Linked DNA regions of Mus musculus: all the other regions are linked to region 6. The links are chromatin contacts, called in public HiChIP or PLAC-seq and promoter capture Hi-C maps. All regions are on one chromosome and are shown on one strand. Each heading gives the region's core, a stretch centred on a gene start, on an enhancer-like site or on the middle of the called end of the contact. The rest is flanking DNA. Distances are from core to core; before and after follow the strand shown.

Evidence for each region. Promoter capture Hi-C pulls out the DNA fragments that hold promoters and counts their contacts. HiChIP or PLAC-seq counts read pairs in DNA pulled down with a chosen protein or histone mark.
Region 1: a contact with region 6 is called in a promoter capture Hi-C map of the C10 cell line. The contact joins the promoter of Pwwp2a here to the promoter of Il12b in region 6. A contact is called at or near these places in 11 of 39 promoter capture datasets (the 3T3-L1 cell line, 3T3-L1-derived adipocytes, the C10 cell line and 7 more), 4 of 115 datasets of contacts at active chromatin or transcription factors (the 230-238 cell line, astrocytes, bone marrow-derived macrophages and 1 more) and 1 of 9 other capture datasets (adipose tissue).
Region 2: a contact with region 6 is called in an H3K27ac HiChIP or PLAC-seq map of acute myeloid leukemia, with 10 times the contacts expected there. The contact joins the enhancer-like site here to the promoter of Il12b in region 6. A contact is called at or near these places in 8 of 39 promoter capture datasets (the C10 cell line, cranial neural crest, hematopoietic stem and progenitor cells and 5 more) and 3 of 115 datasets of contacts at active chromatin or transcription factors (acute myeloid leukemia, bone marrow-derived dendritic cells and bone marrow-derived macrophages).
Region 3: a promoter capture Hi-C map of stem cell-derived epiblast-like cells shows a contact between it and region 6, with 3 times the contacts expected there. The contact joins the enhancer-like site here to the promoter of Il12b in region 6. A contact is called at or near these places in 5 of 39 promoter capture datasets (the 3T3-L1 cell line, embryonic stem cells, liver and 1 more).
Region 4: a contact with region 6 is called in an H3K27ac HiChIP or PLAC-seq map of embryonic stem cells, with 10 times the contacts expected there. The contact joins the promoter of Slu7 here to the promoter of Il12b in region 6. A contact is called at or near these places in 5 of 39 promoter capture datasets (embryonic stem cells, hippocampal neurons, liver and 1 more), 3 of 115 datasets of contacts at active chromatin or transcription factors (bone marrow-derived macrophages, embryonic stem cells and stem cell-derived neural progenitor cells) and 2 of 9 other capture datasets (adipose tissue and embryonic stem cells).
Region 5: a promoter capture Hi-C map of embryonic stem cells shows a contact between it and region 6, with 5 times the contacts expected there. The contact joins the promoter of Adra1b here to the promoter of Il12b in region 6. A contact is called at or near these places in 14 of 39 promoter capture datasets (the 3T3-L1 cell line, 3T3-L1-derived adipocytes, the HPC-7 cell line and 10 more), 1 of 15 datasets of contacts at CTCF or cohesin (the NIH/3T3 cell line), 2 of 484 Hi-C or Micro-C datasets (embryonic fibroblasts and pre-pro-B cells), 7 of 115 datasets of contacts at active chromatin or transcription factors (cardiomyocytes, embryonic fibroblasts, embryonic stem cells and 3 more) and 1 of 9 other capture datasets (embryonic stem cells).

What each region holds. Positions count from the first base shown.
Region 1 is chr11:43,679,945-43,683,622 of GRCm38.p6, reverse strand. It overlaps Pwwp2a (PWWP domain containing 2A), which reads right to left and starts at 1,625. Exons shown (of 2, transcript NM_027557.1): 1 at 1,007-1,625. The coding sequence starts at 1,530. It overlaps Gm34963 (a long non-coding RNA gene), which reads left to right and starts at 1,559. Exons shown (of 2, transcript XR_388594.3): 1 at 1,559-1,788.
Region 2 is chr11:43,727,803-43,731,210 of GRCm38.p6, reverse strand. It overlaps Ttc1 (tetratricopeptide repeat domain 1), which reads left to right. Exons shown (of 8, transcript NM_133795.2): 8 at 604-1,205. The coding sequence ends at 737. Among named protein-coding and RNA genes, the nearest start is that of Ttc1, 19 kb to the left of the region's middle. Within about 2 kb of position 2,115, at least 58 of the 459 cell types and tissues checked have an H3K27ac peak or open chromatin away from gene starts, as enhancers often do. A contact at or near this core is called in acute myeloid leukemia, bone marrow-derived macrophages, hematopoietic stem and progenitor cells and 1 more, where this site is marked.
Region 3 is chr11:43,564,608-43,568,200 of GRCm38.p6, reverse strand. The region is part of intron 3 of Ccnjl (cyclin J-like); the gene reads right to left. Among named protein-coding and RNA genes, the nearest start is that of Fabp6, 35 kb to the left of the region's middle. Within about 2 kb of position 1,735, at least 45 of the 459 cell types and tissues checked have an H3K27ac peak or open chromatin away from gene starts, as enhancers often do. A contact at or near this core is called in embryonic stem cells and stem cell-derived epiblast-like cells, where this site is marked.
Region 4 is chr11:43,431,939-43,435,364 of GRCm38.p6, reverse strand. Slu7 (SLU7 splicing factor homolog (S. cerevisiae)) reads right to left here and starts at 1,634. Exons shown (of 16, transcript NM_198936.1): 1 at 1,546-1,634.
Region 5 is chr11:43,834,495-43,838,017 of GRCm38.p6, reverse strand. It overlaps Adra1b (adrenergic receptor, alpha 1b), which reads left to right and starts at 1,529. Exons shown (of 2, transcript NM_007416.4): 1 at 1,529-2,878. The coding sequence starts at 1,930.
Region 6 is chr11:44,398,127-44,401,437 of GRCm38.p6, reverse strand. It overlaps Il12b (interleukin 12b), which reads right to left and starts at 1,375. Exons shown (of 8, transcript NM_001303244.1): 1 at 1,320-1,375.

The sequences.
Region 1 (3,678 bases), core at 376-2,875, 720 kb after region 6:
ACAGAGAAAAAAGAAGAGAAGAGAAATACATAAACACATCAAACACACAGAGCCATTTCCAAACAGGTGAGACACCAGAGTGTGTGTGCTGTTGCAGGAAACAGAATGGAGAGCCATGAATGGGAGTCTCTGCACTTCCTATCTGCAAAAGAAGAGAATAAAAAGGTTAACTCTAGACTGAAAGCAGATTACCTTCTTTACCTGTTTAAAGCAGTGCCCAGAACATTTTAAATCAAAAGGTGAAAATATACTGGATAAGACAGAGGTTTGTAGGTGAACTCAACCTTCTAGTCAAAACAAATTTAACTGTAAACATCGTCTCGGAAATCTTTTGAGACTCAATCTCTATCACTGCCAAAGAAAAAGTCATGCGAACATTCCTTTGTAAACCCACCACTTGGGTAGTAAATGTTCAAAAGACAGGGGACCTATCCCGTCTCCAATATTTCTTTAAGCTATAAGTAAAATTAGCAAAAGGTACCTCCTTATTAAAGAGTGATCCTCCGAGAAACTATTTCCAGCAGTTCTTAATAACAGTTAAAAAAGGGTTCATTAACTCTAGGCTCTTCCTCTTTTAACAACTGACAGGTAACCTTTTGGGAAGCCCAAAGCACACACCCCTTTCTTCAGCCCCGCTAAAGTTAAAGGTTGATTTGAGGACAGGGAGATGCCTCCGCAGCACCTCTTCCCCCCCCCCCCCCCCCACAGCACCCGTTTCTCTAGGGGATCCATCTGCATTTTGCATTAACCCATCTGCCCCAGTGCGCAAGCCAGAGGGTCGCAGGGGGCTGGGGATGCGGAGGCGGGGTGTGCCAGCCATCTGCACCCGCGCGCGTCCCCAGCTGCACACCTGGGGCCGGGGCCGCGCGCGTCGGCCCCACGCGGAGCGCGCCCCACGCGGAGAGCGGCGCGGCGCGCAGGACCCGAGGGCGGGGCGGGAGCAGCTCGGGTTCGCGCTCTCCCTCGCGGCGGAGCGGACAGCTTGCAGTTGGGGGGCCGACGGTACCTTTTGGATAGGTCCATGAGGACCCCGGAGAAGAGCTTCTCCCCGAGGCGGAACGACACGACGAGCGCGTCCTCGATGATGTGGTCCAGCGTGACCCGCACCTCCGAGCCGGGGATGAGGTGCGACACCGCCGAGTCCCCGCCCGCCGGCGGCACGAGCGCCGGAGCTGGTGGCGGCCGCGGCGCGTCCTCGGGCTGCTCGGGGGCGGCCGGAGGCTGCTCGGGCGGCGAGACCGGGACAGCCGCGGGCTCGGGCGGCTTCGCCTCCTCAGCCTCGGAGCTATCGGCCAGCTCCCCCGGCGGCGGCGGCGGCGGCGGTGGCGGCAGCGGCTGCTCGTCGGCCTGAGGGGCGGACTGGCGCCCGTCGGCCTCGCCGTCCGGCACCGCCGCCTCCGTGGCCGTGACCGGGAGGGGGGTGCCGGCTTCGCTGCCGGGAATGGGCTCTAGCTCCGGCTCGGCCTCGCCGGCGCCCCCTTCCCCGGGGGACGCCGCGGTCGCCGCCGCCTCAGCAGCCACGGCCGCCATTTTCTCGCTGGTTTCTCCCTCCTCCTACTCGGGCTGCGGCGGCGGCGGCGGCAGCGCGGCTGGGATCCCGAGGCCTTCCCCTCCCTCCCGCTAACACTCTCGTCCCGCCCTTTCCCTGATGCTCGTGATTGGCACCGCGCCATTGGCTCCGCCTTCCACCCCCTTCCGCACTTCTGTCAACCCATTGGTCAGAAGGAGCCGTCTGTCGCGGGCTGAGTCCCGCCCCCTCCCTCAGAGTAGGAACTTCCCATTGGTCAGGTGAGTTGTCAAGTGGAGAATCTAAAAGGAGTTTGAGGGGCGGGCTGAAGGATGGCAAAAGCGGCGCCCTGTGCTTACAGCCTGTATCTATTGGTTAGTAGGGGAAATACCGCTTTAGGATTGGTTTATGCCCCTGCCCTTACTCGGCCCGTTCTTCGGAGGTGGGAGAAGGGAAGAAAACGCGAGTCGTGCCAGTTCTTTCAAAGACTCCCCAAGGGGGGAATAGCGGGAGAATGCAGAAAGGGAACCACTTCCCAAGAATCTTTGCGCAGAGATCCTTAGAATAAATGTTATTTCTAGGCTTGGATTTGCTTGTGGCCAAGTGTGGGCACAACAGGCTTCTGTTGGGAAAGATAACTAAAGTTCCGAAAATAATCCTGAGACACTTTTTGGGTGCCTATTCACTAGTCAGATTACGAGGTGCTGGAAACAGGGCGATGTACAAGACATTCTCCATGACCACATGACAGGAGCTCCCGCATACACACAAGCGGTGTTTTCCTTGGTTTCACTCTTTAAAATATAAAGGACTAAACTCTAGGAACCTGCTAATTTCAAAAAAGGAAAATTCTAACGAGAAGACAGACAACTGGCATGCTAAATTGACTGTAGTCCTTAGATCCACGGAAAGAGTTCACTATTGAAGCCTTTTCTTTCCTTACCCTCTTCCTTGCCGTGTGCAGAAAGAAAGAAAGAAAGAAAGAAAGAAAGAAAGGAAGGAAGGAAGGAAGGAAGGAAGAAAGAAAGAAAGAAAGAAAGAAAGAAAGAAAGAAAGAAAGAAAGAAAGAAAGAAATCTAGGCATAGTTGCCGGTGGGGCAGCTCTTGGGAGGCACAGGCAGAAATGGCAAAATTCTAGTCCAGACTTAATACAGTTTCAGGATAGACTCAACTGCAAACTGAGATCCCATCCCAAGAAAGAAAAGATGAGGGCTAGGGGAGCCCTCCAGTGTCCTAAGGTCCTTGTTTTTGTGGTTTGGGTTTTTGTTTTGAAACAGCGTCTCCCTATGTACTTCTGGCTTGCCTGGAACTCACAGAGATCGGCCTCCTTCTCTCTGCCTCCCAAGTGTTGCGTTTAAAGACCAATTCTATTTGAAATCTGTTAAGTCTAGAAGGAGCCACTGTACTCATTTCTTGCAGATTGTTCCTCAGTCAGTCCTTTCTAATAGGAGCAATCAGAGGCACTGAAAACACCTACAAAAGAGAAAGAAGATATTTACCAACGTGGAGGGAAGAATGAAATGTCAAAGATTAATTGAATACTATATATCAATATCTAGTACAATCTTACATGGTCCTTGCAATTCGACAAGTGCTATTATACCCATTTTATTTGAAAACTGAGACAAAAAGGTTTCTAATGTTGTTTAGCTAATAAATTACACGGTCATAAGTCCAGGTATTTTTTTATAGAAAAGACAAAATGACAATAAGCAAATATTAGCCAACGTTCTGTCTATTTCAAGCTTAGCAGTTCTCAGGAAAGTAAAAGTCCAATAGAAGATGCCAGTCAAGGAGAATTCAGAATCTCCCTTTACAGCCACAGGGAAAATGGAGTTTGTTTAGAGACCACTGTGTACCACTGACTTTCCCAAACCCTCTCATTTGAAGTCCTGTGTTCTGGGGGTCTAGAGCAATGGCTCAGCAGTGAGGACCATGTGCTTCTATTGCAGAGAATCATAGTTGGTTCCAGCACTCCAGGGGATTCAATGCCCTCCTCTAGCTACCTTGTGCACAAACCTACTCCCAGACATACAGAGATGAATAGCTAAAAGTAGTGAAAATAACCAGGCATGATGGTGCATGTTTTTAGTGAAGGAGACAGAGACAAATGGATCTCAGTTCAAGGCCATCTTGGTTTATATAGCAAGTTCTAGACCAGTGTACTGGCT
Region 2 (3,408 bases), core at 866-3,365, 670 kb after region 6:
CCAAACTTTTCCAGAACATTCATAGTTTTATAAATTCTGTCCACTACTCCATAACGCCCCAATTTTTGGTATGTCTTCATTACTTAAGTGATGAGTGAGTAAAGCTTGAAGCTAGAGCAGGGAACCCTGGGATATTGAAGTTGGTGGCACTATACAAATGAACAAGACCTCATCTCCCCCAGAAGGTAACAAGAGCTTTGAAGCAGGCTGAGTGGGAGCCAAGAGTAAACACGGGAGGCTCAGTAGAAATGTGTCGTGTTGGGGTGAACTCAGCAGCTGTTGTTTGCCTTAGAACAGGTGAGTTAAGGAACCACTGTCCTCACATCCAGGAAGGCCAGGCTCAGCCAGATGCCTTCATCCAGCACTTGGGATGGACATCCCTGTCCTTTGTAATTCTAGCCAGCTTGACAGGAGATTTTGACTCCATGGAGGGATCCTGAAGGACTGTGAGCTCCAGTGTCACTCAGGCAGTGGAGTGACAGCGAGCCTGAGAGGAAAGAGGCTGAGAATCCTCCCAGAAAGTGTCAGGTCCTGACAACAGAGTTAACTGACTGGTGTCTCCTGCTTGTTCCTGCATTCATCTGAGTTGTTTTTATGTTGCAGGTAAACTAAAAGATCTTGGCAACTTGGTTCTGCGACCTTTTGGGCTCTCCACAGAAAATTTCCAGATCAAGCAGGATTCTTCTACTGGCTCCTACTCCATCAATTTTGTTCAAAATCCGAATAATAATAGATAACAGAAATAACAGTCTTAAAGGCTGACTGGGAGGCCATGAACTGTTCACAAGGAGCACGGCTCTGCAGGCGTTGAATATTTAAAAGCATCTATCTAAGAAAGGCTGTGTAGTAGAACCAGAGGCGCCTTCTTGCTCTTGTTTTATGATCAGGGTGGAATGTGCCTCCTGATGTATGAGCCTCATTAATTTCCATTTTAAGGTGGTGTCTGTGCAGCCGTGTCCCTGGTTCTGGCTGTTTTCTGTCTGGTGGAGAAGCCTGCTTGTCAAAGCTGACCTCTTAGAGCCGCACAGATGTGCTAGCCACCAAAAACCTCCTGTAACCATGCAAGCCTGTAGTTGAGTGATGACCATACATATGGACAGGGTCCCCTCCTGCTGTCCCTCCCTGCTCACACTTGCTCAGATGCTGCAGTGCAGGGGCTTCAGCATTCTTGAGTTCCTCCGTGTTAATAAAAACATCCTGTGACAGTTGGGGACTATGTTGTTAATTTTGTCCCCTTAACAGCAGCTGAAGCAGATTCTATATGACATTTGGAACCAGTTCTGGTTTCCATCGAGGTCACTGATTCTGAAGCCCACAAAGCTAAAGTTTTTGCTGCTTGACTCTCCCTTGAATAACCGATCAGTGTGCCAGAATTGAAGACTCCTGCTTCACAGGGCAGCTGAGTCAGTCTCCAGTTTTGTGAAATTAGCGGTTCTGACCAAGCATCAGTGCTAATCTCAGCTTAAAATGCCATCATTCAGAATGGTTTGTCTCCAAACAGCCTGTCTGTGTAGGCTGCATGAAGGCACAAGTTTCCAGGAGAGGTTTTTGTTTACCTAGGTATCTGTTGATGCTAGTTTTCAGTCAGTGTCAGTGACATGTGTGCCTTATTTTGCAGATGAGCTGCCATGTTATTTTGTGAGCTGTGTGTGACAACTGTTCTAGAACTTATGTGCGTCAATATCGAGTAGCTTTTGGCCAAAGTTTCTGTACAACTTGTGTGATTTTTTTTTCTATACATATGCTTTTCAGGGAAACTAGATGCCAGATTTAACATGTAATCAGCAAATCTGAGTGTTGTAGCTAATACCTGTAAACCCCAGCACTTAGGAGGCCACAAGCTCCAAACTGATTAACTCTCAGCCTGGAAGACAGGCTTGGCCAATCAGTCACCGCTGCACACCTTCCCCTCCCTAAGTCCCTACAACATAGACCCTCAAGTTCTATGTGTAAGTGTATGCTTGTGTGAGTTTATATTACACCATGTGCACACAGAGACCAGAAACTGGAGTCACAGTTGGGAGCCACCATGTGGTTGCTAGTAACCAAACTTGGATCCTCTGCAAGGGCAATATGCACTTTTAATTGATGAGTCATCTCTAGCCCTTTCTGAAAGATTTCTGGCCCAAAGAACAGGAAATGATATTCTAGTTACATTTCCTGATAGGCATTGCTGCAGGGTATAGAGCTATTGCTTTTGTGTATGCGTTTGTACATCCAAGAATTTGGAGGCCAGAAGTTGCCGTCAGCTATCTTCCTCAATCACTACATAGTTCTTACTGATTTACAACCCAGTAGACCATGTCTCCGAGAGATTTACCTGCCTGCGCCTCATGCACACTAGGTACTTAACGAACCATCTCCCGAGTGTTGGAGGTTTCGAAACCCTCTCCCTTCCTCCAGCCCACAAACTGTTAGAGAATGTGAAGGGAAGCCAGCATTGCATGGGCCTGCAGAAAGGAAAGGGGGAGCCATGTGGCTGCTCAGACATCCATAAGCCAGCCCCCAGATCTAAGATTTTCAAAATGTTTAGCAATAGCAAAATCGTAAAATGGAACAGGTATGTAGAGAGCTGTGTCATGGTGCTCTACTACTTATTTCTGATTTGAAAAATCCTCTGATTTCTTCCCTTAACCCTGAGTTTACTTCTTTGGGAATGCTGGGGATTGAGAGCTACAGCCTAGACCCCAGAGTTTCAATAAGGCAGGTAGGTAGGTAGGTAGGTGGGTGGGTGGGTGGGTGGGTGCACACCTGTGTGGGGTTTTTTTTTTTATTATTTCTATTTTATCTTTTTTTTTTTTTTTGAGGCAGGGTCAGTTATAACCAGGCTGGCCTCCTAATCCTGCCTCCACCTCCCAAAGTACATTACAGGCATGTAATGTACAGCTCACCCAATGACATGTATTTTAGTTCCAGCAATATTGCAGAAGGTAAAAACAATTTTCAGCCTCCTTTTAGAATTGTTTTGAAAAAAACCAACACAGTGGCACACGCCTGTAGTAACCAAACTCTTGAGAAGGGACGACAGAGACCGTTGTTAACTAGTCTCAAGAAATAAAACTCTGAGGAGAGACATTCTCTACAGTAAGCTAAGAATGGGGCTACTGCTCAGTGATAAGAGTATATGCCTCAAACTGTTAGAGAATGTGAAGGGAAGCCAGCATCGCGTGGACCAGCACTGCATAGACCAGAAAGGAAACGGGGAGACATGTGTGAGCCATCGATTTGACTCCTAGCACTGGAGCAGGCAGGGTGTGATCTGTCATTTCCTGCACTATGGTTCCTAGATTGTTAGCACCGGGAGATTCCACAAGAGATACTAACAATGTGAACCCAAAGGCCTTCAGAGTCTGTGTCCATTAAGTGCCTATTTGGGTTTGTTTTTAAGATTTTATGAGTACTCTGTAG
Region 3 (3,593 bases), core at 486-2,985, 830 kb after region 6:
AGACGATTGGGCACAAGGGAGGGAGGGAGTAGCTTAGCGATATATTGAAAGCTTAGCATCAGGAGGCCCTGGGTTTGGTCCCAAGCCCTCAAAACAAAAGGAGAATGGGCATACGGTAGACTTGGCATTGATAAGGTGCAGAATGTGGTCAAGATGCCAATACTTGGTGCTGGAGTGACGCCTCCGCAGTTAAAAGCTCTGGTTGCCCTTCCAAAGGACCTGGGTTCAATTCCCAGGACTGACATGGCAGCTTCAAGCTGTCTGTCGCTTAGTTCTAGAGTATCTGAAGCCTTCTTAAACTTTAAGAATTATTTATTTTGTTTTATGATTGTTTTGCCTGCATATATGTACGTGCATCATGTGTGCACCTGGTGTCTGTGGAGGTCAGAGATGTGTCAGATCCTCTGGCACCAGAGGTACAGATGGTTGTGAGCCACCATGTGGGTGCTGGAAGTCAAACCACTGAGCCATCTCTCCAGCCCCTTCAGGCCCTTTTTAAGCCTCCATGAGCACAGCAGCGCATGGTGCGCACACATACATACAGGTAAAACAAAAACAAAAACACAAAGACAAGCAAACAAAAACCCTCGCACACATACAAGAAAAAAAAATTAAAAATATGCAAACATTCACCACAGAGGGAGTTTATAGCTGAGCCCACCACCAGCATGATACCAGCTCTCAGGTATCATGGAAGGCACCTGACTCCAGTGTTCTGCTCACTGTGCAAACTGCTTACCCCCTAACAGCAAGGACACCTTGCTCTCTTAGAAGGCTTTGCTTTTGTGTTGCCAATGCAGGCCTAAGCCTGTATCTTTAGGAGAGTTTTTTTGAACAACTTGAGGATGGGGTTCAGTTTATTTTATGGCCCACTCTCAGCCCAATGCCTGGCACAGGGCCCACTCTCTGTCAAATAGGTACAAGGTTCTAGGGCTCCCGGTCTTCATCCAGGGGTGCTGTGGGCATCACTTCCATTCATTACCACCTCTCTAGAGCCCATAGTGTCCCTTATAGAATGGGGGAGGGGTCCTAGCACCTGTGTGGGGTGACAGCTATTGAAAACTGCACATTAATCAGGTCAAGCAGTTGAAATCTAAGACTTGCTGGGAAGCAGGAGCAGCAAATATTCAGGACCTCAGTTCCCAGACAAACAGGTCTAGGCTCTAACCTGCTAAGGCATTTTGTACAGTTTAAGAGCTTCTGGCCCACTCAGCTGTCTGACAGGCAGCTCACACACAAAATCCCTCTCCTGAAATGGCTCCAAGCCTGCCAGCGGCAGAGATGGGAACAGGGAATGGAAAATCACCATGTCCTCTGCTCTCTGGGCTGTCATGTTTGAGCTGCTGCTAGCAATCTGCTCTACACGGCTCTCAACAGAGAGACCAGCCCTTCCAGGCTTCGTGGCCACCACCCAAAGGAGCCACGGACACTGTAGCAGCTTTTGCGTGGCACTGTGTGTGTGTGTGTGTGTGTGTGTGTGTGTGTGTGTGTGTGTGTGTGTGTGTGTATAGAGGGGTAGGGATGATGCACAAAATATAAGGCCCCGTTGTGACCCCATCCCTGAGTGCTGAAACTTTTGCAAATGTTTCCATGGCAGGACAAAGGAAATGGAGTTCTTCCTAGTGAGCTATGAGGAAAACAGTAAGTGTGCTCCCCCCACCCCCCACCCCCAGTATTTCCAGTATCTGTTTCCTTGGAGACTTGGGTTTGACTCTGGCAAGAAGTCTCACACCTTGCCAGAAACCTGGGGGGCGGGAATCATCTCTTTGTTCTCAAGTTCCCTAACACTGTGACCCTTTAATACAGTTCCTCCTGTTGTGGTGTCCTTCAACCATAAAATTATTTTTTTGTTGATGCTTCGTAACTGTATTTTTGCTGCTGTTATGAATTGTAAAGCAAATATCTGACATACAGAATGTCTGATATTCAACCCTTGTGAAAGGGTCCTTTGACCTCCAACGGAGTCTTGACCCGCAGGTTGAGAACTGCTGCTTCAATGAGTGCCTCGGAGGCATCTTAAGCATTCTTAGCTCTGGGGGCGGGAAGGGGTAAGGTAATGGGGTGGAGGGGGAAGCTGTTGTGCTCAGCCTTCCCAGGCTTACTTCATCACAGCCTACCACAAGGGATTAAGACAGCTTTCAAGTTTCAGAAATCTTCAGCAAGATCTCCAAAGGGTGCCCCCCTCCCACTCCGTTGCCGGAGCAGCAGCTCCGCAGAGGCAGTAGTTATTGAGTGATCAAAGCAGGGGTGGGGCACACGGGTTAGGGGGACACTGGGGTTGTGTGAAGGTGATTTCCTGGGGGAAGGCCAGGCTTTTCCTATAATCTCCTGAGATCCTTAGGCAGGAGCCTGGCAGGCAATCGCCTTTACTGGTTTCTGCCGGAAGAGACAAGACTATTGATTTCCGCTTTAAAGAGCCCTAAAAGCAGCTAATATCTTTCCATCCCTTCTTTGAACATCCAAGACAGGGCAAGAGATGTGTGTAAAATGGAAATGCACCCTCAAGAGTGAGGGTTGGCCACCAGGGCACCCTGATGAGAGCCGGGGGCAGGCAGACACACCACTCAGCTTTGACAATTTATAGCTTAGGTGGGGCCTTTATTGATGGGAGTGGAACATGCTTACAACCCTAGTATGCAGGAGGATGAAGCAGGGGGATGGAGAACTTGAAGCCAGCCTAGGTCCAGGCTAGTCTGTTCAACAGAAAAAAAAATTTTTTTTTCTTCAAAACAAACAAAAGGGGAGCACTTAGACCTATCTCCTAGTTCAGTTCAAACTCCTACCAACATATTTGAAATCGAATTTCATTTTTATTTATGGGATGAGTGTCTACATATACCATATGATGTGTGCAGTGGCCAAGGAGGCCAGAATAAGGCATCAAATCCCCTGGAACTAGAGTTATAAAAATTGTGACCTGTCATATCTGTACTGGGAGCCAAACCTGAGTCCCCTGCAGGAGCAGCACATGCTCTCAACAGCTGAGCCGCCACTGTAGCACTCAATGACAAAATCTGGAACATGCACCCCCCCCCATCTCTGTCTCTCTGTCTGTCTCTGTATGTCTCTGTTTCTCTGTCTCTGTGATATTGGGGATTGAGCCTGGGGCCTCACGTACGATAGGCAAATACTCTACCATCTAGCTACGTCTCCAGCCCCTTGCTTGCCCTATGGCCAAAAGATTCTGCTTGTGGGACAGGACTCCATCTTACAGACAGACTCCCATAAGCAGGGGAAGCTACAAGACAGTAGCTATCTGGCTGTAAACTGCCGGGGAAAAGGTGGACACCCACCTAAAGTCTCACCAATAGAGAGCTCATTCAATAGATGCTGCTGATAAAAATGGAGGATTTATAGCCAAGAAAGAGCACAGGAAACTCCCTCACAGACTGAAGGAGGCACTGAGGATAAGAGCCCACTTAGGCACGTTTATTAATTTAATATTTGCGTGTTTATTTACTTGCTTATTTATTGTTGTGTGTGGCACAGGTGCTACAAGGACAGCACACATGGAGGCCAGAAGACAACTGGAAAATCAGTTCTTCTCTTCTCCCGTTACATGGGTTGGCTCCTCAGAACCTATGTGAAGGGCG
Region 4 (3,426 bases), core at 385-2,884, 970 kb after region 6:
CCTTGTTAGAAAAAAATAGAGATGGGTCTGTCTACATTCAGGGATGCCTAGCATATCTAGTTCTCTCTGTCTCTGCCTCTCTCTCTCTCTCACACACACACACAAACACACACCACAAAATCACCCATATTCATAGTGTGCCTATTTTTATACCTCTGCTTTGCACTCCTCTGCTCTGGTCACTGACTTCATTTCCATTCCCGACCATTCCATGCCTTCTTTTGTCAGAGATTCTCATTCTTTGGCTTCTATAACATGTTACTGGTTTTCCGTGAACACCTCTCCTGTTCTCGACTTCTCTGCAGGCTCATCTATTTGCACACGTTTATTTAGAGGCTGATTCCTTACAGAGCAGCAAGAGCCTCACTCACCACTCTAAACAATACCAGTTGCCAAGATTCAGGAGGAACAGTATCCCACTACTGGGGTTCCATACTATCTCTCTGCCCTAGACTTTTCATTTGATCTTCAAATCTACACAACCAACTGTGTACATGACATCCACACCCAGAACACTAAGTATTTATCCACAGCATTCCTTAAACTCCATGACTTTCCTGTGAAATTGTGTCTGCCTCCATCTCCCGAGTTCTGGCTTTATAGGCATATGCCACCATAGAGGTCTGTGTATGGGGCAGGTGAGACGGTTCACCTACTGCTCCTGTAGACAACCCTAACTCAGTTCTCAGCATCTATGTCAGGTGGCTCACAACTGTCCCTAACTCCAGCTACAGGGATTCCAAGAAGACTACACACGTTCTTACAAGGGCAAACCCACCTACCTACTTATACACATAATTAAAATAAAATAGACTTAAAAATAAAAACAGAAGTGTTAGAAATCCGTGGTAGTATATACTAGAAGCACAGATTTAATCATCTTCATTTTAACAGTTACCATTTCTTTAATTTACCATGCAGACCGTCACCAAATCTTTACAACCACCCTATTTTATGGTGAGGAAACAAGTTTGGGGCGGGGGGGGGGGGGTTAACACCTTCAGATAACAAGACATTAGTGAGAGACGACAGATCGCAAACCCAAGCCTGACTTTAGTTGGTCTTTCAACCCCTGTTACAAACCACAGACACTGGAGTGCAGGCCTGTCACATTCAAGATTAAGAGGGACTGAAGTGTTTTGTCATTAGGTTCCACTGCTCTGCAGAGGGTCCGGCTCTCTCCGAGTTAGAACTTTAACAGCTCCCACTCACTGATGCAATACGGACATTCTAATTTGACCCTCACAAAATAAGATCATCTCCACCTAACGGAAAAAACTGAACCTCAAAGGAACTCTTTTGGGGACAGAGGGCTCAGCTTCGGTACGGGCTGCTCAGGATGTCCGGCTTACAGTGACCAGGGCTTTTCCTTGAGGAGTCAGCCTCGGTCCGGCTGAACGCGAGGGCGGCGCCTGCGTCCTGGGCCACAGTCTCCACCCGGGTCCGCCGTTCCACGACGGCTCATCACCGCGAGGACTCACTGCAGGGGATACCCGCTCCCCGAGGTCCCCAGTTCGTCTGCTCAATCTCAGAACCCCAACTTACCCAGTCGCGCCGCAGACCACTCAAAACCATCCGCCAGAAACGAAGCGACTCGGCAATGTTTACTTCCGGGTTCCCTGCCTTCTTCCGGCTGCGCAGAGATAACTTCCGGGAGATCGGCACATGCGCATTTGCAAGCGCTTGGCTCTTTTTTTTTTTTTTTTTTTTTTTTTTTTTTTTTTTTGACCCAGAAAGGCGAAGTGATGGCAGTGCAGCTTTCTTTCTGGAACAGCACAGAATCTTTTTTTTTTTTTTTTTTTTTTTTTTTTTTAAAGATTTATTTATGTATATGGATAATCTATAGCTGTACAGATGGTTGTGAGCCTTCATGTGGTTGTCGGGAATTGAATTTTTTTAGGACCCCTGCTCGCTCCGGTCAACCCCGCTCGCCCAGTCAGTCTCTGCTTGCTCCCACCCAAAGATATATAAGTACACTGTAGCTCTCTTCAGACACACCAGAAGAGGGCATCAGATTCCACTACAGATGGTTGTGAGCCACCATGTGGTTGCTGGGTTTTGAACTCAGGACCTTCAGAAGAACAGTCAGTGAGTGCTCTTACCTGTTGAGCCATCTTGCCAGCCTACAGCACAGAATCTTAGCAAAAATGATTATTGAAAATGCTGCAAAGGTCGGCGTAATGGCACACACCTTTAATCCTAGCAGAGATAGGCATATCTTTGAGGTCCTGGCCAGTGACATAGGAAGACCCTTTTTCAAACAAACAAACAAACAAACATCCCCATAAAAAACAAACTCCTGGAAAATAGGCGACTTTGGTGAATTTATTTTTCTTAAAAAAAAAAAAAAAAAAAGCCTTATGCCAGGCAGTGGTGTCACATGCCTTTAATCCTAGCACTTGGGAGGCAGAGGCAGGCAGATTTCTGAGTTCGAGGCCAGCCTGGTCTACAGAGTGAGTTCCAGGACAGCCAGGGCTACACAGAGAAACCCTGTCTCAGGAAAAAAAAAAAAAAAGCCTTATGTTTTTTGTGTGTGAGTTTGCACATCATTGGCGTTAGATCATCTGTGACTGGAAATGCAGATATATGTCTGTGAACCAGAATGAGTACCAAACCGGGGGCTTCTGCAAGAATGACCTGTATTGACTACTGAGCCATTGCTTGGCCATTTTTCTTTATGCTGTCTTGTGGTTATTTATACTTCCCCTACGTGAAGTGCTCTTCAGATATACAGGACTATAGCTAACGTCCCCACCACCTCAGTCAAACAGCCCAAAGTAGTAGACTTTTTAAAAAAGGAACTTGAAGTGGGTTAAGAATGTAAAAATAATTTTGATTTTTCAAGGCAGCTAAAGGCAGAGCAGAGTCCTGCGGACTCAGAGCGCAAGGCTTGAGAGAGGGACCAAGAAGGCAGGGATTATCTTTGGATGAACGCTTTCTGTAAAGCTAAATTAGGAGAGACTTGTATTAGCTGAGGACTCTATTATAAGTTTACCAACCAGGTACATTATTTCCCAGTAACAAGTGGGGATCACAAAGCTGGCCTGGGAACACCATCACTCAGAAAAACATGTCCTTTTAAAGACAGGATGGTGATATTATTTACACTTGCAGTGGACTGGGGAAAAGCAATGTTTCCTGTTGGTGAGAGGGGAAGAAAACCTCTCAAGGAATTAGACAATGTTCACGTGGAAGCTGTGGGAATGTATATAGATTTATTTTTGAAAGCAAGACTTTTGTGTGCTGGTGGTTTAATTCAGAAGTAGATGCAAAGAGAAAATAACAGGTTGAGGGGATAAAAGGAACAGGGAATAGAAGGGACAGTAAAAGTGTAAGTGCTGTGTGTGTGCTTGTGTCCATGCGTGCGGGGCCCCGTGTGTTGTTTTTATTCTTCAACTCCCAGAGTTAGGCTCTTTCTTTTGATGA
Region 5 (3,523 bases), core at 280-2,779, 560 kb after region 6:
CTCAAAACAGAAATCAAAATGAGACTAGTTCTCTCATCAAGTCGGGAGAAAAGGCAGCATGAACGTAGCACATGGTCTAGCATCTAAGTATTGGGAGACAGAGAATCTTGAGTTCAAAACCAACCTGAAGACCTTCTTTCTTTTTTTTTTTTTTTTTTTTTTTTTTGAAGACCTTCTTTCTAAAAACAAACAAACAAACAAACAAACAAGAAAATTCTTCCCTGGTTTGACTTTTTTCTTCTTCCTTTTTGTAATTACCCACCTCTGGAAATAGGGTTTGTAGCCTAATAGCCTACATGTATACAAGGCAATACAAGAAAAGAGCCAACAGGCAAGACCCCCCCCCCCAAGTCCCTTCCCCAGGATTTGGCAATCAGTCCTCACTCTCTACTCCCAGAGATACAACTAGCTCCCTCTCACCCTTCCCTCCCTTCCTCCCTCCTTCCCTCCTTCCCTCCTTCCCTCCTTCCCTCCCTCCCTCCTCCCTCCTTCCCTCCCTCCCTCAACTATCTCTTTAGTGACAACCCCAAGCCCCTTCTTAAAATGTCAAGTTCAGCCTAGAGATGCTGCTCACTTGGTAGAGTATGTGCTTGCCTAGAATGCACGAAGCCCTGAATTCCATCCCCAGTATCAAATAAACCAACCACGGCGGTACATGCTTGTAATTCCAGCACTCAGGAGGTGGCCATAGGAAAATCAAGAGTTCAAAGGTATTCTTGTGTTATACAGTGAGCTGGAGGGCAACCTGAGCTACATCATACTCTGTCATTAAAAAAAAAAATCCAATTCATATTCTTCCATACCCTGGTTGCATTTCTCTGTCCTCAATTAATCTTCTCCTAAACTCCTGTCATTAGATGTCTCGCTTCAGATTTTGCTTGTTTGATAAGCTTCCACTTGCCGGTCAGGAATCTGGGTACCCTTCTAACTGTTGGAGAACAGTGCCTAGAATGGAGCCACTGCCTGGAGGTGGACATTAACAATCCACTGAAGGAATGTGTGCAGGGAATAACTGAACGAATGAATGAGCAACAGAAGTTTCTAGGTTTTATCAAGGCCAAAGAGGTTGCAAGGGGGAACTAAAGTATACGCCTGGTCTCAGATGTGACTCAAGTCTCTGTCACCTGCCTAACGCAGGGATTTTCTTCCTTTTGTAGAAGCCAGTTGTGTAGAAGTTGCACATCTCTCTGAACCCATGGCTTGACTCCAGGAGCCCCCATTAGAGGTAAGCATCCCCACCCTACCTTTTAACTGAAGCGTGAACAGGGGGAAAAAATAATCCCAGCGGGCCCCCTGGGGTGTATGAACCGGGATGCCCACACCCGGATCCCCTGCTCTGCTCCCCGCCCCATCCCCGCAGAGGGAGCGGTGCCGGGCGCGGCAGGTCTCCAAGCCGACTAGGCTGGCGCTGGCGTCGGGGCTGCGCTCCTTGGCTGGACCCGCATTGCCCCCTAGTGCCGCACAGAGTCAGGGCGCCCGGGCTTCCCCGCCTGATGTCACCGCCGTGCAGTCAGCCCAGAGGCGGCTCATTGAAAGCAGACCCTCCTCGCGATCGCTGGGCGGAGAAGGCACCGCGGTCCGTAGACCCGCCGCGGGCCGGGCACAGCCGGGCACCCCCGGCCCGGCGCCCGCTCCTCCCCGCGCTCCCGCGCCAGCCCGGCCAGGCGCGCCTGACGTGGACCATTAAACTTGGAGCTGCCGCCTCGTCCCCTCTCTCCTCCTCCTCCCTCTGACAGGCGAGCGAGCCGCTGGGTGCAGGCAGGCGACGTGCTGCCGGGCTAGGCTGCCCGGGGGAGATGACTTCTCGCCAGGAGGACGCCTCTGGAAAGAAGACCACGGAGGGAGCAAAGTTTCAGGGCAGCTGAGGAGCTTTGGTCGCAGCCCTTCCGAGCCCAATCTCCTCCCTGGCTATGGAGGGCGGACTTTAAAATGAATCCCGATCTGGACACCGGCCACAACACATCAGCACCTGCCCACTGGGGAGAGTTGAAAGATGCCAACTTCACTGGCCCCAACCAGACCTCGAGCAACTCCACACTGCCCCAGCTGGACGTCACCAGGGCCATCTCTGTGGGCCTGGTGCTGGGCGCCTTCATCCTCTTTGCCATCGTGGGCAACATCTTGGTCATCCTGTCGGTGGCCTGCAACCGGCACCTGCGGACGCCCACCAACTACTTCATTGTCAACCTGGCCATTGCTGACCTGCTGTTGAGCTTCACAGTCCTGCCCTTCTCCGCTACCCTGGAAGTGCTCGGCTACTGGGTGCTGGGGCGCATCTTCTGTGACATCTGGGCAGCGGTTGATGTCCTGTGTTGCACGGCCTCCATCCTGAGCCTATGTGCCATCTCCATTGACCGCTACATTGGGGTGCGATACTCTCTGCAGTACCCCACGCTGGTCACCCGCAGGAAGGCCATCTTGGCGCTCCTCAGTGTGTGGGTCTTGTCCACGGTCATCTCCATCGGGCCTCTCCTTGGATGGAAAGAACCTGCGCCCAATGACGACAAAGAATGTGGGGTCACAGAAGAACCCTTCTACGCCCTCTTTTCCTCCCTGGGCTCCTTCTACATCCCACTGGCGGTCATCCTGGTCATGTACTGCCGAGTCTACATCGTGGCCAAGAGGACCACCAAGAATCTGGAGGCGGGAGTCATGAAGGAAATGTCCAACTCCAAAGAGCTGACCCTGAGAATCCACTCTAAGAACTTTCATGAGGACACCCTCAGCAGTACCAAGGCCAAGGGCCACAACCCCAGGAGTTCCATAGCTGTCAAACTTTTTAAGTTCTCCAGGGAAAAGAAAGCAGCCAAAACCTTGGGCATTGTAGTCGGAATGTTCATCTTATGTTGGCTCCCCTTCTTCATCGCTCTCCCACTTGGTAAGTTGGGGGCTGGCAGAGGGGAGGTAGACCTACATTGGTTTTCCTGATGATCTCACACCAAAGTTTTTGTGTGGGTTTGGTTATTTTTATGCCATCAGTGTGTGTTTGGAGACTGGATAATACTATTTGTTCTGCAAGGGCTTTGCAGATTGGGGAACTGGCTAAGAACCAACTCAGGTGTTGGTGAAAAAAAAGCTAAGATACTAGGCACTTGAAATAGAAGCACGGAAGGAGAATCTGGGATGTGGAATGACTCAGTCACTGGCCTCAGTTTAATAATTAAAAAGGACACTGGGCTCCAACATCTCGCCAGTGTTATTTCGGTAGTAACGATGTATCTGAGAAGGCAGCGTCACTAACACAGAATACCAAATAGTTTGTAGTTACTGCAGACGCGGCATTGGGGAAGCAGAGAGGCGGCTCCTACAGAGAAAGGCAGTGTTCATTCAATATTTGCAGGGACCACGTTTCTCAGCCTTGCAGAGGCTGCGGTCTTCCTCTCCTCCCTCCCTGCTGGCTCTCCCCTTTCTGCACTGTCGTTCTTACCAGATAATAGGAGCATCCTACAGCCACACAGCTTCCATGGGCCTTTAAGTTTCTGAAGCTTGGGATTTCAAAGCGAAATATTTTCCGTTTTCACCC
Region 6 (3,311 bases), core at 126-2,625:
AGTACAGATGGCGTGGCTGTCAGGGATGGCAAGGAGGGCACGGGCAAAGGGCCTTGGTTCTACAGCCAAACAGACCTCAGTCTGCCACTTGTTAGTTATGTGACCTTGACAAGTTGTGTTGACTTTGTCAAGCCTGTACTCCTAGATTAAAAATAACTCTGTCAGGTTAGGAGTTCATGAAATGATCCACAGAAAGTGCCAGCTTGAGCCCCAAATGAAAACAGGACCCCAAATAGCTACTCTTCCCCTTCAGCATCGCTGAAATGACAATCATTTGATTACGTCTTTAATGTCTGTCCCCCCTTTCCCATACCGAGGTGTGTGACAGAGGTCATATCTGTCTAGTCTTATATCCAGAATCTAGCCTAGAGAGAGTCCATGGATTGTTGGTGCAATAATCACAGTATTTCAGATCTCAGCAAAATGAATTCTTGGGGGTGACCTAACTTCATCTTGAAATGCCTTGCTTGAACAAACGGAGCCCCCAGCTGAGGCTCAGTGATCCCTGGGTGAAAGCAAGATGTCACCCTGCCCCATCACCCTGCCCCATCTGGTGCTCATGATTTCACCTGGGCAAGCAGAGGAAGCCAACCCATGAAGATTAGCCTTCCCTTTCTCACAGATTTTAGAACCCTTTAGGAAATAGTTTGGAACATGCCTTGGGCTTTCCAGTTTTGAAGAGGTGGCAAAGTTAGTTAAAATCCAAAGGAACCCCCAAACCCAGCTCTCCACTTTGATTATCATAGCTGATTCTAAAGGCCATCACAGGTAGGACATTCAGTGATGAGCTTAGGCTTGAAGGGGTACATGAAAGGCTTTTTTTTTTTTTAAGTTTCACTCTTAAGGCAAGAACAGAATTTTAACAACACTCCTTAACACATATGCATTAATACTTAAGAAAATGCACATAGTATATGTGTCTATATAGACAAAGCAAACCTTTCTATCAAATACACATCTGTCCACAATGCTTGGCACATATTATTAGTAGCTCAATTTTTTGAGACTCTCTCAAACTCATTACACAGCTGAATCTGGCCTTAAACTCCTGTGCATTCTGTTTCCTGCCTCCCAGATTTGGAGATTACAGGTGTGCGCCATCACATCTGTAATTAGCTGACTTTTTAAATGACTATTTGAAGCCCCTGTCGTCAAAGCCCCTGGTTTCCACCAGCGGGGAAAGCCATCCGAGATGCTCCCAGAATCCACTTACCCCACTCCCACGCTGCCTGGTTCAGGGGTAGCCTGTCCCCTGGAGTCTGAATCTGGACAGCCTCTAGATGCAGGGAGTTAGCGACAGGGAAGAGGAGAGAACTTACCTTGCTTTGCTGCGAGCTGCCTGGTCTGATGTGCCTGGACACCCACTGTTCCTTCTGCTGCCTTGGCTGCTCCTGGTGCTTATATACTCTACTCCTACAGAACTTTCTGATGGAAACCCAAAGTAGAAACTGACTAGTCTCAATTGCAACACTGAAAACTAGTGTCAAAACATTCTGGGGGAATTTTAAGAAGTTCCTCCCTCCCCCCCTTGCCTCCCTGAGTGCATCTATCATACAGAGGGAATATAGACGTCGAAATCCCAGGTTAAGAGGAAATGACTTCGGGGTGTGGAAAAAGGAAGGAGGCAGAGATACTAATTTCTGTTTACATCATGCCTAAGGTGAATAGAGGCGGCAATGGCTAACCTCTCCCGATTCCACAGACTGCAGAAAAAGGAAGGACTTGCCCCAAACCGAGTTCATGGTTCATGCCACAATCAAATAAGTAGGTGTTACAGGCCCAAAGAATAAAGGGCCTAGTGTATCTGGGCCACCTTTCCCCATGTTTTCTTGTTAGCATCTAAATTCAGAAGGTATTACCTCCTGTTTGGCTCCACGTACCCCCTACCTCATACCTATGTTGTCTGTATCCAGGGACAGCTCTGGGGAGGTGAATAACTAATAAAAGTCATAGTGTTTTGAGGGCGTCTCTTATGCTTATAGGTCCTTACTCATGGATTGATAGCAGCATGAACTGAGCTAGACATAGGCAAGCGTACAGATGATTCAAAGGTCACTCTTTTGGGTACCCATACTATATTCTCACTTCAGTAATAACGTGTCTGTGGTCCTATAAACCCTTTGTAGTTTCTCTTCTTGAGGAGTTTAAAATTGCAAAGAGGTGTGCAATCCTGTAAGTTGATGTTACCTCCCTTCCTCATCCGTGCTCAGAAATATTAGCTCTTCTTGCACATCCAGTTCGCATACAGATGAGAGCCACTCTCAGAGCCGCCGATAGAGGGCGCGAAGCGAGGACATCCTCGCGGTTGGGACGCAAGGGACACAACCCGCCGCTTCTCCATTCCTGTCCCTGGCCTGGGTTCCCGCCTCCTGGGAAGTTCCTAGGGCTGAGGTTGGACCCTGTCAGGTTTCGGGCGGTGTAGATTTCCGGCCTAACTTTCTTCCAAGTGTCAGTCTGCCTGGGGCGCGGGGAGGGGGAGAGAACTGCGGAGCTTCCCAGCCACACACTTCCTCACTCCAGCAGCCCAGCTGCAATCCCTCTTTGGTCCTGATCGGCTTCAAACTGAGGGTGGAGACATCAGTCACAGCAAGCTAGCTAGTGGCATCCCTGTACTCCTAGGCTTCGAGTGAAACTGGTTTTGCATACAAGATCATTCTTAAGTGAACAAAGTAGGTTTCGTTGCATAGTGAAATAGCAGTAAAAAATAATGTGCTAGTTTTAGGGGATCTCTGAGGACAGCCATAATCTCTGTGACTAAGATTGCTGGTCACACTGACCCTACATGCAAAGCTCATGGTTACCTCTGCCCATCTCTCCCAAGGACAGATCGGGAGTTCGTTAGAGCACCATCTTTGGCCTCTCGAGGAACTGGATCTTGACAAGGTACATAACTCCTCTTAGCCTCACTGCTGCAGTGCAGGGTTGTAAATGTCCCCTGAGCTGAGACAAGCTGTGACAACATACATGCAAAGCTCATGCAAATGTCCCCTGAGCTTAGACAAGCTATCATTATGAGCCACAAGAAAGCGATTTCATGAGGAAAACCGAACAAAGCAATATGGGGCCGAAGAATAGCTCCATGGGCTTATTTGGAGCTGGAGGGAAGGCTAGGGGGGGGGGAGGGGGCTTGAGGTAGCTCTTGGGGCTAGGTCAAAAACAGTTAGAGGAATACAAGACACAAGGGAATGATGTGCAGAATAACAGTGTGGCTCATAATCAGGCTGAAGCTACTTGGCTGTGATTGAACCCCTCCCCCCCAACACACACACGTACGTACAGATGTATGTATGTAATACCAAAAGGCCCCTTCC